3 separate regions of the Mus musculus genome follow, and all the other regions are linked to region 1. A link is a contact called in public Hi-C and HiChIP or PLAC-seq data. All regions are on one chromosome and are shown on one strand. Each heading gives the region's core, a stretch centred on a gene start, on an enhancer-like site or on the middle of the called end of the contact. The rest is flanking DNA. Distances are from core to core; before and after follow the strand shown.

Evidence for each region. Hi-C and Micro-C count contacts between places; a contact is called where the count stands out from the background. HiChIP or PLAC-seq counts read pairs in DNA pulled down with a chosen protein or histone mark.
Region 2: a contact with region 1 is called in an H3K27ac HiChIP or PLAC-seq map of heart atrium, with 14 read pairs. The contact joins the enhancer-like site here to the promoter of Ccdc80 in region 1. A contact is called at or near these places in 2 of 39 promoter capture datasets (3T3-L1-derived adipocytes and embryonic stem cells), 1 of 15 datasets of contacts at CTCF or cohesin (CD8 T cells), 5 of 484 Hi-C or Micro-C datasets (cortical neurons, embryonic fibroblasts, macrophages and 2 more), 8 of 115 datasets of contacts at active chromatin or transcription factors (CD8 T cells, bone marrow-derived macrophages, embryonic fibroblasts and 4 more) and 3 of 9 other capture datasets (adipose tissue, liver and pancreatic islet).
Region 3: a Hi-C map of beige adipocytes shows a contact between it and region 1, with 5 times the contacts expected there. The contact joins the enhancer-like site here to the promoter of Ccdc80 in region 1. A contact is called at or near these places in 9 of 39 promoter capture datasets (the 3T3-L1 cell line, 3T3-L1-derived adipocytes, the HPC-7 cell line and 5 more), 2 of 15 datasets of contacts at CTCF or cohesin (CD8 T cells and the G1E-ER4 cell line), 47 of 484 Hi-C or Micro-C datasets (the BV-2 cell line, the Ba/F3 cell line, CD4 T cells and 34 more), 15 of 115 datasets of contacts at active chromatin or transcription factors (CD8 T cells, the HPC-7 cell line, acute myeloid leukemia and 10 more) and 3 of 9 other capture datasets (adipose tissue, liver and pancreatic islet).

What each region holds. Positions count from the first base shown.
Region 1 is chr16:45,091,323-45,096,433 of GRCm38.p6, reverse strand. It overlaps Ccdc80 (coiled-coil domain containing 80), which reads right to left and starts at 2,423. Exons shown (of 8, transcript NM_026439.3): 1 at 2,009-2,423; 2 at 1-1,562. The coding sequence starts at 1,551.
Region 2 is chr16:45,007,123-45,012,233 of GRCm38.p6, reverse strand. It overlaps a transcript of Cd200r3 not described here. Among named protein-coding and RNA genes, the nearest start is that of Cd200r3, 66 kb to the right of the region's middle. Within about 2 kb of position 2,468, at least 20 of the 459 cell types and tissues checked have an H3K27ac peak or open chromatin away from gene starts, as enhancers often do. A contact at or near this core is called in adipose tissue, fibro-adipogenic progenitors, heart atrium and 1 more, where this site is marked.
Region 3 is chr16:45,027,159-45,032,269 of GRCm38.p6, reverse strand. It overlaps a transcript of Cd200r3 not described here. Among named protein-coding and RNA genes, the nearest start is that of Ccdc80, 64 kb to the left of the region's middle. Within about 2 kb of position 2,564, at least 45 of the 459 cell types and tissues checked have an H3K27ac peak or open chromatin away from gene starts, as enhancers often do. A contact at or near this core is called in 3T3-L1-derived adipocytes, ECoMG-derived neutrophils, the HL-1 cell line and 12 more, where this site is marked.

The sequences.
Region 1 (5,111 bases), core at 1,174-3,673:
AGAGGAGGTGGGCTGGCTGAGGTCATACTTGTCTTCATATTCGTTGCTGAGAATTCTGTCCTTCTTTTTGGGCAGCTTCCCCTTTACTGGCTTGTGAGGACCTGGCACCGCATTTGGGTCCTGATGGCCATGTTCCCGTTTGTCTGTCCGGTTGTCCCGGAAACGGCTTGTGCCCACAACTCTTGCGCTGACCTCCCAGAGGGTGGGAGGTGGGGTGGCTGTGAAGCTTCCATAGTTGGTGGCTTTGCTGGGCCTCCTGGTGGCCTGTGGCTTCTCTCTCTGTTGCTCCTTCCGAGGTAGAGGGTATAGCTGCTCTGAGACGGAGGGGCCCCTGGCAGTGGTCACCTCTGCTGTTGCAGGGGGCCTGTGGGAGACTGAGAAGGGATGCAACCGGGATGTCCAGGGCCTCTGGGTAGCTGGATAGGCAGTGGTGGTTGTAGGTCTTGCGGCTATTGTCACTACCCGGGATGTGGCCCGAGTGGCTGTCGTGACTGGAGCAGGAGGAAGGGTGGTGGCCCTTGGAGTTGGGGGAGGCTGAGGAGTGGCTGCCTTGCTGGTGGCCTGCTTTCTCGGAGCCTCTCTGGTGGGGTGGACTTGTGTTCTCCTTGGGTCCTCTTTCCTCTTATCACCGCCCAGGCCTGTACCTCCTGCTCCTCCACCGCCCTCGTTTCCTTCCTGGACTACATGGCCCTCTATGCCCGAGGCCTTACACTTTTGGACAAAACCCTTCTGCCTGATTTTCTCGATCCTGCGGATGGGACCTTGATCAATGACCTCATACATGGCTTCCAGCCTGACCGGGTAAGGGTAGCGCTCCTCCACCTGCAGAGTCTTTTTTAACAGCACCATGCTAAACTTGCCCTTCTCCAGTTTCAAGAAGCTCATCAGCTTTGGGATGAGATTGGGGTCCAGAGGCTGCTCCAGGATCTGCCCTTCATTGGTGATCCTCCGTACCTTGCCCCCTTCCTCGCCTGCCTGGTGGAAGAGCACAATCTGTTGGATGTGCCTTTCTGCCAGCTCACAATACACGTCGTCCTTCAGGAGGCTCATCATGAGGCGGTAGTAGCCCTCTGAGGCGTGAGGGGCTGAGATGACCCATACCCTGTTCTTTCCTGCAAAGCTGGCCAGGATATTGGGAGAGCTAGATCCAGAGGGGAATCGCAACATTCTTGTCCGAGCAGAAGACCCCTCATCTCGGACCATCTCACGCGCCGAGCTCCTAGCTATGGGTCTCACCTCAGGTCTGACTGGAACTCCATTGATACCTGAGGGGGGTGGTCTCATGGTCGGGTGAGCTAATCTCAACACTGGTACACTCTTCCTCCTTTGGAAAGGCTGAGGATTTGGTTCTTCCTGGGTGGATTTCTCAACTCCACCAGACCTCCCGGTGTGCCTCAGATACCGAGCTGACCTACTGCTGATTGGAGAAACCAAAGGTACTTTCCGTCCAGTGTGGCTGTCGCTATCCAAGGCAGGAGAATGAGATGCTGAGCCACACACCAGCCACATGGCCAAGAGCGTGGTGAAGTGGGGTCCCATTTTCCACATCATTGTATTATCCACTTGGGGACGCAGAGGGGGTATAATACAAAAATGAAAATAACATAAAATGAGAAGGGAGAAAAAGAAAAGAAAAAAAGTCATTAATTGCAAGCAGAGCTGGGCATGATCTCTTTCTCTAACTTGGCCAAAAAGAAAGGGCAGGAGATAGTTAAAGAAGAAAAAGGAGGGCAAGCAGAGGAGGGCAAACAGAGAGAGGGCTTCTCTTAAACTGCTGCGATTGTCAGTGCTTAGCAGAGTCAGTCTTTAAGCAGGAAATCCAGCTTTGATTTACAGGCGGCAGGCATGAGGCACGCCTGCTCTGCCTCAGCTGTGCCCAGATGCACCAGAGACTGTGTAAACTGAGCATGCTAATTATGAATTCTAACTGTGAATGTGCATTCACACTTCATGTCTTCAAACAAGCAACAAGGAAACAAACACCAGAGAGCAAGGTTGGCACACTTACACAGTGGTTCATGGAGATGCTTGCAGAGGCTTTCCAGAGAAACGTGAAGGTTGGTCCCCAGGACAGTTTCCTAGGTGAGATCGGTTCCTTCCTGCTCTCTGTCTCCTTGTCTGTCTGCAAAGCAGCCCCAGGGAGCCCAGCCTGGGCCGATTCCTTTTGCTGGCTGTGTCTTTTACCTTCTGGTCCAGTGGGAGGAGGTGAACGCTGCTGTCCTTGGGACCGTTTGTATCTCCATTTGTCTGCAGTTTCTCCTGGGTCTGTGTGTGCCGGTCCTTGGTTGCCACAGGGATCTTCCTGAAAGTGAAGTCCTAGTGATTTCTGAATCTCGCTCTTCCCTTCTGTGGAGTTTTCCCAGAACTTCTTATCACCCTTCCCCTCCTGCAGTCTGGCCGAGTCCCTTTGTTTCCGAGCGTAAAAAAAAAAAAAAAAAAAAAAAAAAAAAAAAAACACCAGGATTAATATGTTTTCCAGGCTGAGGGAAAACAGAGAAGCCTGAATGTGAAAAGGGACAATTTCCCCCTTCCCTTCCGTCTCTCCTCCCTTTATTTCCCCCCACCTTCTCTTCTCCCTTTTCTCCCCCTTCTCCTTCTATTTTTTCCTCATCTGGATTCCATCCCAGAAATGTCAGGGCTACTTCAGGTTTGCTCCAAACCAAACTCAAACAACAGCACTGGAAATCAAGAAAACTTCACTAAGAATTTAACAGATCAGCAAAACACGCCTCCTTCCCCTCTCAGTACATGGAGAGTCTGTGAACCTGGAGAGGAAGGAGAGGGCTGTGCTTGGGCTGGGAAAAGTTTTGAAACTCTACACATCATTGTAAATCACCTCAGAATAGGATGACTGAGGACTTAACCCCTTCCATACCGAGCCATGGGGCGGGACCTTCCCCCTCCTGTGGATTCTCACACTACAGTTTGAGAAGGGGAAAGTCCTCAGGTTGCTCCATCTGACTGGGTTCCCTAGAGACAGCTGCTCACTTGGGCCACAGATATTGGCATTGCATTTCGAGACAGTATGCATCTATTTATAGTTCCACGTGTATATTTTTATCTCTTTCTGCCTGCTTTATGCTTTGAGTTCTGGGTTGGAAAAGCCCATGGAAAACATGACTAAGTTGTTTTTATATTATGCTAATTGGGGCTCAAGTTACTGTGTTCTCGGTCCTTATTTCTCCTTGGGATGGGGGTGAAGCTGGTAAAAGGTTAGCAATGCAGGCAAAGGCTGCTGTCTCCTGAGACTGCAGTTGGACATTACATCAGGGAATGGGCATTCTGGCTCCCAGCTTCTCTAGAAATGGTGAGCTCTCTCTCTCTCTCTCTCTCTCTCTCTCTCTCTCTCTCTCTCTCTCTGTGTGTGTGTGTGTGTGTGTGTGTGTGTGTGTGTTACAATATTCAGCTCTCCAGATGCTTTAAGAACCTAAAATGCTTAGTCAGTCCCTAGAAGTAGATGTATGCTTGGCTGGGAAGGTGCCTCAGCTGGTAAAGTCTTTGCTTCTCGCAGTATGAGAGCCTGAATTCAGATCCCCAGCATTTACAGAAAAACTGGGTACTGAGGCTGTAACTCTGGCACTGAGGGAAAAGGAGCAGAGGCAGGTGGGTCACTGGAACTCACTCCTCAGCCTTTCTAGCTGATACAACCAGCTCTAGGCTCAATGGGAGCCCCTGTCTCAAAAAAGTAAGGTGGAGGCGCTAGTCGGACTCACTGGTTAAGAGCATCAGTTGCTCTTGAAGAAGACTTGGGTTTGATTTCCAGCACCACATGGTGGCTCACAATCATCTGCAGCTACAGTTCCAGGCAATATGGACCGTTCTGACTTCTGCAGTCACCAGACATTGCCTGTGTGTGTGTGTTCATGAGCACACACACACACACACACACACACACACACACACACACACACACACACAAAGGAAAGGCTTTCATACACATTAAATAAATAAGGTAGAGAGTGGCTGAGGAATATAACTGACATCAGCATCTTAACTCCACTCCCTGCAATGTGTGCACGCATATGAATGTGAACAGATGCACATAAGACACACAGCCACACAAACACACAAAGAAATAGTCATATAAGGCTCTACAGGAGAGACTATGGCAGCTTTCCCACTCACCTTCTGGGTCTGTCATGAGGACTCAGCGTTAGGGGAGAAGAGAAGACATCTCAGGTCCCGTGGGCATTTCTCCCAACCTCTCCAAATTTATATTAACTGTCGACAACAGTGGCAGCCCAGGCTCCACCAAAACCCGGTGAACTAAGCCATACAAACAGCTCCCCTGGATGGGTGAAAACCTCATCCCTAGTTGCATCCATCCCACAACCAGCTCCATCCCTCCCAGTTACAGGCGTCTTCCCTGCACATAAAGAAAACTCTGAGCACAGAGTTGAGGAAATTCCTGTAGGTGGTGTTGGATATAGCACTCTTATGTCATTGTTTAGAGTGCACAGGATGCCAAACAGGAATGATGCCCACCATGCTCCACTATGTTCATAGCAGCATTATTTATAATAGCCAGAAGCTGGAAAGAACCCAGATGCCCCTCAACAGAGGAATGGATACAGAAAATGTGGTACATCTACACAATGGAGTACTACTCAGCTATTAAAAAGAATGAATTTATGAAATTCCTAGCCAAATGGATGGACCTGGAGGGCATCATCCTGAGTGAGGTAACACATTCACAAAGGAACTCACACAATATGTACTCACTGATAAGTGGATATTAGCCCAAAACCTAGGATACCCAAGATATAAGATACAATTTCCTAAACACATGAAACTCAAGAAAAATGAAGACTGAAGTGTGGACACTATGCCCCTCCTTAGAAGTGGGAACAAAACACCCTTGGAAGGAGTTACAGAGACAAAGTTTGGAGCTGAGATTAAAGGGTGGACCATGTAGAGACTGCCTTATCCAGGGATCCACCCCATAATCAGCATCCAAACGCTGACACCATTGCATACACTAGCAAGATTTTATCGAAAGGACCCAGATGTAGCTGTCTCTTGTGAGACTATGCCGGGGCCTAGCAAACACAGAAGTGGATGCCCACAGTCAGCTAATGGATGGATCACAGGGCTCCCAATGGAGGAGCTAG
Region 2 (5,111 bases), core at 1,219-3,718, 84 kb after region 1:
ATTTACATTTCCAATGCTATCCCAAAAGTTCCCCATACCCTCCCACCAACCCACCCCCACTTTTTGGCCCTGGTGTTCCCCTGTACTGGGGCATATAAAGTTTGCAAGTCCAATGGGCCTCTCTTTCCAGTGATGGCCAACTAGGCCATCTTTTGATACATATGCAGCTATAGTCAAGAGCTCTGGGGTACTGGTTAGTTCATATTGTTGTTCCACCTATAGGGTTGCAGTTCCCTTTAGCTCCTTGGGTACTTTCTCTAGCTCCTCCATTGGGGGACCTGTAATCCATCCAATAGCTGACTATGAGTATCCACTTCTGTGTTTGCTAGACCCTGGCATAGTCTCAGAAGAGACAGCTCTATCTGGGTTCTTTCAGCAAAATCTTGCTAGTGTATGCAATGGTGTCAGTGTTTGGAAGCAGATTATGGGATGGATCCCTGGATATGGAAGCCTCTAGGTGGTCCATCCTTTCGTCACAGCTCCAAACTTTGTCTTTGTAACTCCTTCCATGGGTGTTTTGTTCCCAATTCTAAGAAGGGGCACAGTGTCCACACTTTGGTCTTCGTTCTTCTTGAGTTTCATGCATTTAGCAAATTGTATCTTATATCTTGGGTATCCTAAGTTTTTGAGCTAATATCCACTTATCAGTGAGTACATATTGTGTGAGCTCCTTTGTGATTGTGTTACCTCACTCAGGATGATGCCCTCCAGGTCCATCCATTTGCCTAGGAATTTCATAAATTCATTCTTTTTAATAGCTGAGTAGTACTCCATTGTGTAAATGTACCACATTTTCTGTATCCATTCCTCTGTTGAGGGGCATCTGGGTTCTTTCCAGGTTCTGGCTATTATAAATAAGGCTGCTATGAACATAGTAGAGCATGTGTCCTTCTTACCGGTTGGGACATCTTCTGGATATATGCCCAGGAGAGGTATTGCTGGATCCTCCGGTAGTACTATGTCCAATTTTCTGAAGAACTGCCAGACTGATATCCAGAGTGGTTGTAAAAGCTTGCAATCCCACCAACAATGGAGGAGTATTCCTCTTTCTCCACATCCTCGCCAGCATCTGCAGTCACCTGAATTTTTGATCTTAGCCATTCTGACTGGTATGAGGTGGAATCTCAGGGTTGTTTTGATTTGCATTTCCCTGATGATTAAGGATGTTGAACATTTTTTTCAGGTGCTTCTCTGACATTCGGTATTCCTTAGGTGAAAATTCTTTGTTCAATTCTGAGCCCCATTTTTTAATGGGGTTATTTGATTTTCTGGAGTCCACCTTCTTGAGTTCTTTATATATATTGGATATTAGTCCCCTATCTGTTTTAGTATAGGTAAAGATCCTTTCCCAATCTGTTGGTGGTCTTTTTGTCTTATTGACGGTGTCTTTTGCCTTGCAGAAGCTTTGCAACTTTATGAGGTCTGGGCTTCATTCATACTGAAGCTTTCATGGTTATCTGTGCCAGCTCCATTGCTTTGCTTAAGGAAAAGGATAGAGAGACTAGCCTAGCTGCTCAATGGTACTCTCCCTTCCCACTGTATCCTGTCCCTGGGTGACATCCTGTCCTAGCATAAGCTGTATTTGTGGATATTTTGGGACAGGAGGATGAGGCAATGTCGAGGACTCAACACTGACCAACTACTATATAACTATGGCTGCCATTAGCCAAAGATACCCATGCTTCCATACACACTAAGAAGCCAAAGGACCCATGAGGTTATAATACAGAAATGAGATTCATTGAACCACTGCTGGGTGCTTTCTACATCCTTAAGAAACTTAGATCTGGCGCCATCCTAAATAAATAAATAGTGACAGAACTAAATTTGGAACATTTGTTTCTTATTTAAATTGAATTTGCAGAACTAGAACTGGATAAAACTCAACAATTGAGGAATCTATTTTTCATCCTCCTTAAAGAGTAGTTGAGAATATCTGCAATTGACAGTGATGTTTAAAGTGATGCCATGGAAGGAAGGTTTCCTCGGGCATTCTCCCCTGCATACCACACTAAGAAATTAAACAAAGAAAGTAAGCCCAAGAAGACAAAATATAAAACAGCCAGCCAGAGCCATTTTCTTCCTCCTGTTATAGGACTTCTTGTAAAAGCACACAAATGAGTGTAGGACACACAAAACATGGATGAAGATAAATACGCAAGGAGCTGGGTAAGCAAAGGCAGCATTAGATAGCCCAGCACTAAAGCAACTTCTTCCAGGCTGGGAACAGAATTTCTTTCCCCTCAGAGATGAAAACAGAGTGGAGTCTGGGTTACCGACTGGGCCAGCACAGCACTCTGAAGCTCTGAACATCTGGGCTCTGGCTTCAAGAAGAACAATGCAATCTTCACATTCATTTGTCTCCAAAGACTCTCACCCCCCCTCCTCGGCCTGATAGGGTGCTTATCTGTTTTGAACATTCAGTCCTTCTTTGCAGAAAATTTTTCCAAGAGTAATCTCACCCTTCTTCCAGATTGCCAAACACAGCCTGGCTTCTGTATCTCCCAGCTGGAATCCTATTGGACACACATGCGTCTGGCTGGCTGCTCTGTCGGTCCGTTAACTCAGAAGCTTCTCAATTGAAAAAAAAAAAAAAAACAAAACTAACTTTTGATATTTGTTCTTGGTCATGGTCTTTCAGGCTCTTGTGAGTTTTCTCAAAAACATTCAAGACAAGGGGCTGGATGTAAGAGACCTGTGAAGACAGCCCGGCTCCGTCAGGACAGAGGGTGACTCTGTAAACTCAGAACTGTGCTGTTTCTAGACTGAATCACAGAGGCTTGTGGGGGACAAGGGTAAAACAGGAGGAGATAATCATTTAAAAGATCCTTGGGAAAAAAATGGGTTGACTTGATTTCTTATGGGATTGTAACCTATACAAGAAACAGCCTGGTATACTTGCTCCGAAGCTAAGCGTACTCAAGGGCCAATAGTCAAAACATATCACTGTGACTTAAAAAGCCTTCAGGCATTTACTCAATTCTTGTTGTAATTTCCAAAAACTGTCCAAAGAAAATCAGCATTGTATCTATCATTTCTCCCCTTTATGTTTCATATTGCCAGGGTGACCAGGCTTCACTCACCATTAGGTGAAGTCCCTAGTTAGCTATACACATATATATTGAAAAACAGATTGAAGGTACAAAGGGAACCCATGCACACTATTTCACTGGATTGCCTAATGAACATGCACTGACCAGCAGCTCTGTATTGCCCTCCCCTCCCCTCCCCTCCCCTCCCCTCCCCTCCTCTCCCCTCCCTTATTCTGCACATGGTGTTGTTGCTTTTTAGTGCTGGGATTAAATTTAGGGACTTGAATAGTCAAGGCAAGTGCTCTACCACACCACTAAGTTACACTGCTAGCCCTTGCCTTTAACTGTTCTAGGCTTGGGAACTACAAATCCAGGAAGGATGGTGCACTGCATGCGTCTAATCCGGCAGCATTCATAGACAGAGCTTGAGGCAAGAAGACTGTGAGTTCAAGGCCAGCCTAGAGTGTCTGGAGAGATTCTGCCCCTGCCCCCAGCACTGCCAAAAGGGAAAAAAAAGACACAAAGGAGAACCCTTTCTATTGATGATAAACACTTATCGAGGCAGTAATGTACCTGACTCTATAAGATAAAATCTACAGTCCAGGATCATGGGGGTTTCTACACCTCCTCAAATGTTGGTGAGTAAAGAAAAGTAGAAAACTAATTTACAAATGATTGTTAACTCAGGAAGGAGTTTGGTCCCTCAAACATTGGTGTTTTACTTATGGACCCAGTGGGTTACCTTCCTCAAAATGTAGAACTGATAGCATATAAACTCTACCCAGGGCTATTTGGTTTGGAGCATTACTTCTAATTAAGATTTATGGTTATTTGAATAAGAATGGCTCTATAGGCTTATATATTTGAAGTCAAGAAGTAGCACTATTTTAAAGGATAAGCCTTGTTGGAAGTAGTATATTGCTAGGGGTGTGGGCTTTAAGCCCAAACCAGATCCCACTCTGCCCGCAGACTAGGGGATGCAGTTCCAGCCATGTGTACCACCCTATGAAAACACATCTTGGGGTTGATGATGTTTCAACACAGACTACTTTTCAAGCTTTTAATGTTCTTGATCACATTTTATACTGCCTCATCTGCAGCCTCTCAGCTGGCACAGCTATGTTGCCATCTGAAGATTGTTAAGTCCCCATAAAAATGTAATGACACACAAGCGTTGGTTTGGGTCTATCTGGGTCGTGAAGATGTGGAGCATCTTCCTTTTATAGTGGAAGAACAGAAGGGGCTGTCTTGATTACTCATTACAGCTTCTGTGGTGTGAAGTAAGAGCAGCATTATTTCACCATTCTAAACGCTATAGTTCTGAAACTAACACATGAGCGATATTGGTTCCTTCCAGGTTTCTGGAGAAACTGGTGTCAGGCATCTGTTCTGGTGGAGAGAGGGCAGTCATTGGTATAGGACATCATTTGAAACCCAGCTTTTGTCTCCCTCTTTGTGTTGAGTTTGGGGACCCAGGGATAACATAGGATTACCTCAGAATCTTAAGCTAATTATATCCAAGGCTCTTTCCCAAACAAAGACACATTTCTAAATTCAGACCTTGTGCCATGGACCAGCCATGGGGAGGAGGGAGCATCACTCACCACACCATAGACCTCCCTTAGTCTGATTTGTTTTGATTTAGATTTGCTACATGCTAGAGTTACGTACTATGGCAGACAGGGTTAGTCACAAACCTAGAAAAAAAATTGAATTTCTGTCATAAAATAGGAGTCCAGCTAGGAGCCAATGATATCAAAACAGATGAGCTACAACAATGTCCTCTAAACTGTAATCTAATAACTGGGTCATAAGCAAGTGATCAAAGGCAGTGCAGCCGCAGACTTTCTGCTGTTAACCTGTTGGACACTTGCATATTTATCACATGTGAATAATTGTAACATCAACAAAAAGTCTCTCCTCAAATCTCACAGTTAGAGGAAATGCCACCATTTCCTTTGCCTTTGGTGTGAACCCAGAATATGAAAGCTGGCAGTACAGGAAGCAGGCAAGAGTTAAGGTGTGTCAACCCTTAACTCTTTGAAATGATTCCACGTGGTATGGAGCAGAACTCTGGCT
Region 3 (5,111 bases), core at 1,315-3,814, 64 kb after region 1:
GGTGGTGTTGCTACCCCACCAATAAGTTGCTCATGGTTCAGTAAATCACCCCTCACCCCTCATCCATCCATAAATATGCAAACAACACTAAAAAAACCCAAAACAAAACAGGATGTCATTAAGAAAAGAAAAGACCTAGAAGATAGAGGGAATGTGGTGGAAAGAAAGGTTCCAGTGGGAGGGGATATGAGAAGGTAGTGGGTGATGAGTGTGATCAAAAGGCTTTGCATATGCATGTGTGAGACTGTCAATCCATAAGTTAAGAAGCATCCTTTAAAAGAAAATTGCAGGTGAAAGTTAATTGGAATGTGATAACCATTTTCTCCCTAAACATTTGGCTTCAATTGATCCTATGAATGTGTAGCCATGTCAGTATCTTACCCAACATAATCATTGAGCATGCTTCTATGTTTGTCTGAATAGTTGGCTTTAGGGCCTCTGAGAGTTAACTAATAAAATATACTTTTATTATATTACTTATAGTATAAAAGTATACTAGTAAAAGTATCTACTAATATCAAAAGCTTCCCAGAACCATAAGGAAATTATACAAACCTTAAAATTGTGAATCCTTGAGAGAAATTGAAAATGGCAAATGGGGAAATCAGGCCGACATGGTGCTAGAGAAGTAACAGAGTTCTACATGCTAATCCATGGGCAGAGAGAGAGAGAGAGAGAGAGAGAAGAGAAGAGAGAGAGAGAGAGAGAGAGAGAGAGAGAGAGAGAGAGAGAGAGAGCAGAGTAGTCTGGCATGGCCTTTTGAAACATCAAAGCCCACCGTCAGTGACACTTCCTCCAGTGAGGCTTCCTAATCCTTCTAATCCTACCAAAGATTCATTTAAATATATGAGCCTAGAGGGGCCATTATTACTCAAAGCTCCACACCAGGGCAAGAACTGGAGGTAGAACAAGTATAAACTTTGATTTTAGAGAATTCAAAAGGGACTTGTCTCCACAGCAACCACTTCCAACAAAGTCACCCAGGAAGGAAAAGCACAGTAGGAACCTGTCTCACAAGTACTTGAGACACTTTCCTGTGTGTGACCCTCCTATTTATTAAGCCATCCAGGGAGAGAAAATTGCCTCAAGCAGTGGAGAGGAGAACTATTTGCTTCACAGAATTCACATCTAGTTAAAAGTCATCTGGTAAAAGCTGACATGCTTCTGAAGTGTGGTGGGGATTTGCAGAACAACAAAAAGGTCCCAAGTTGTTGGCTGAAAACTCAGAATTCAGAATAGAATCACCCTAGGGACCTGCTCTAACGCAATAAATTCAATCCTGACCTGGCTCAGGCCTTAGACAGTGTTACTTGGCAGCTGTCTAGGTACGATCATAATGTTTACTGTGAAGCAATAAAACCTTGCAACTGTTAGAGTCCAAGGAAGTTACTAGATTTGCTCATAGCTTTACTCAAGTATTTTTAACTATTTCTCTTTTTTTCTAGGCTGGCCATTTTCCTATTTGATGAACATTTTAGGTACCCTCATGAACATACACTATTACACATCATCGGTTGTAAACACTGAAAAAAAAAACAACTTAAGGATTTAAAATTCTTTTTTTTTCAATTTTTTATTAGATATTTTCTTCATTTACATTTCTTTTTTATTATATATTTTCTTTATTTACATTTCAAATGCTATCCTGAAAGTTCCCTGTACCCCTCCCCGCCCTGCTCCCCTACCCACCCACTCCCACTTCTTGGCTCTGGCATTCCCCTGTACTGAGGCAGATAAAGTTTGCAAGACCAAGGGGCCTCTCTTCCCAATGATGGCCGACTAGGCCACCTTCTGCTACATATGCAGCTAGAGACAGGAGCTCTGGGGGTACTGGTTAGTTCATATTGTTGTTGACAAAATGTGGTGCTTTCTCGGGCAGGGGAAGGGGTGAGTAAAGCTCTTTGAAATGGTCAGATGGGTTACTCAATGCCCTACTCATGGTCAGATGGGTTACTCAATGTCCTACTCATTTTCTTCTCCTTCAAAGGTCAGAGACAGCAGGAAACCCAACTCAATTCTGCCATCTCTGCAGCCTGCTGAGTCGCTGCCAGGCCCACCACTCAGGTGGAACCAGGATCTAGCTACGCACACACACACACACACAAATACATATACACAATTTCAAGATAAACTTGACATAAAAGACAAGAGTGTGCATTCAAGGGATTGGTACATACTATTTCTGCAGTGACAAAGAGCATGAGATCTATGTCCCAACAAGACTGTGTCTGTTTCTCCATAGAATGTTTGGCTTTTGAATTGCACTGTTAAAAACCATCTAATCTATAGCTAAACTAAGGTTTAAGTAAAAAATGATGTTTTGGGTATGCTTATTTAAGGAAGGTGGAGTTTTCTTGTAAATGAGATTATAAAGCATTTATTGGCCAAATCACTCAAGTTTTCAGATAAGAGTGGGGAGCTAATAAGATAAACCCTCAATCGCAAAGGTCAAAGGAGTTCTTACTATACATGGATCTCCAAGACTCAAGACATATGTTTGGTAGCTAACATGGATGGAACCTTGTTTGTGCAACTTTCTCAGAATAAAAAGAGGATAGCACTTGGCAGGAAATTTCATCAGCTGTGTTGAAATTCTTGACTCTCAGCCAACAAGAGACTTAAGATCCAGAGGCAAGATGGGTTCTTTCCCTTTCTCTTGTTGCCTCAATTCTCTCATGTAGCTTGCCTTACAGTGACAAGTTATCACAGTCCATAGGGGGTTGGGAGTGGGAGTGGGATTGGGGGTTCTGTTATTCTCCTAGCATAGACTTGTGGTCAATATCCTACAACAAAGGACAAGCTAACAAGAGAAAAATATGCTGTATTTATTGAATCAAAAGGTTAAAAAATATAAAGGGTTTTGTGTGTGTGTGTGTGTGTGTGTGTGCACTGGATTGTCTACATAAGTACCACATAGGCAAGAAAGGGATATCAAATCCCCTGGAACTGGAGTTACAGGTGATTGTGAGCTGCCTGATGTGGCTATTGCGAAACAGATGCAAGTCCTCTAAAGAAGTAGCAAGCGGCTTTAGCTGTTGAGCCATCGTTTATCGTTTCTCTAACCCCTATCATAACCAAAGTTTTATGGAGCACAGCACCCTACATAAGTGTCTATGCTTAGATTCATCTAAGAATGGACAGTAGTGTAGACGTGTTATTGGATGAAAGGCTATGACAAATGGTGACAAGCTGAGGGACATTCAACCAGGCTGCCTTGATTCCTGTCCTGTAGGAAAGGATACCACCCAATACTCTGAGGTCCTATGGGGAACACCAGACTCAGAAAGAATTTTCTCCAAACTCTCCGTATTCACTTAGAGAGAGCTGCCCTCTAAACAAACTCACAGTCAGGAATTCTCAGTCCCAACATTAACACTCATTAGGGAAGATGAACTTGGGTGACAGGCAGAAAACTAGAGAGAGGTTGGTTGACACCATGACAATTATCGATTTTGTTATTACCTAAAATACTTTTTAACCTACATAAATATTCTACTACTCTCTCCCTCCCCTCCCTCCCTCCCTCCCCTCCCTCTCTTATAACTCATGACCACAGCCCTCAGATCACACACACACACACACACACACACACACACACACATCCCACCACCACCACCACCACTACTTCTTTCTATATTTCAGCTTCCATCATCAGACATGTCTTCAAATCCTATATTTTGTGGAACTCTTGCATGCATGAAGGCACCTAAACAGTTTTCTCTCCTGACAATATGCTCTATGCCAATTTAGATTGTATCATGGGCAAAAAGCCTGGGAAGGAATGAGGAGGCCATTTCTTCCCCCCTAAAAGTATTCTTTCTTCCCAATGGCTAAGGCAGAACCCATCTGAAATGAACTTCATATGGTCTATTTTCAAGAGAAATTCAGAGAATTTCTTTTTTTAATTAGATATTTTCTTCATTTACATTTCCAATGCTATCCCAAAAGTCCCCCCTACCCCCCCAACCCCCCTACCCACCCACTCCCACTTCTTGGCCCTGGCATTTTCCTGTACTGAGGCATATAAAGTTTGCAATACAGATGGGCCTCTCTTTTCAATGATGGCTGACTAGGCCATTTTCTGATACATATGCAGCTAGAAACACGAGCTCTGGGAGGGGGGGTACTGGTTAGTTCATATTGTTGTTCCACCTATAGGGTTGCAGACCCCTTCAGCTCCTTGGGTACTTTCTCTAGTTCCTCCACTGGGGGCCCTGTGTTCCATCCAATAGCTGACTGTGAGCATCCACTTCTGTGTTTGCTAGGCCCCAGCATAGTCTCACAAGAGATAGCTATATCTGAGTCCTTTCAGCAAAATCTTGCTAGTGTATGCAATGGTGTCAGTGTCTGGAGGCTGATTATGGGATGGATCCCCGGGTATGGCAGTCTCTAGATGGTCCATGGAAGGAGTTACAGAGACAAAGTTTGGAGCAGAGAATTTCTTTATGACCAGACCTGGGAGCAGAGAGTCCAGAGTGACCTAAAACCCTTCCATTTTTCTTTAGTTCAAAGGACCTCGGTGTTGAATTTTCTAGGCCTTCACATTGCAAGCAGAGTAGAGTAAAACAACACAAATATGTTACTTTACACCTCTGAATGACAGAGTCTACAATGGGTCTCATTATGCTTAAATTAAGTACAGAAAATCCAGCTTCTTGTTTCTCAAGGCCACTGGCATTTCTTGAATTCTTTCTACATATCCAGAGTGAGCAGTGCAGTAAGTTCAAATCTCTTCTTCCTATCTATCTATCTATCTATCTATCTATCTATCTATCTATCTATCTATCTATCTCTGAGAACACCTATGACCCCCTTTTCACTTCAAAAGGTCTTTGTGGTTATCATGAAACCCCAAAATACATCTTGAGAGATACATTGGTTTGACTTATATCAAGATGGCTAGTCAGAGAAACTGCACACCACTACATAGTCAGTGATATATCCTGTCTGCCCAGAGAAGATTTTTTTGGAGACTGGAGTCTGAGAGTTGGCCTTGGAATACTTCATCTGTAGAAGGAGATTGCTTTGTTCTTCGTGCACACCCCATTCCACCCTCGAAGTCTTAGGTCACTTCCATTGCCCTGGAAGCTAAAACTTGTCTCTTGCTTAGC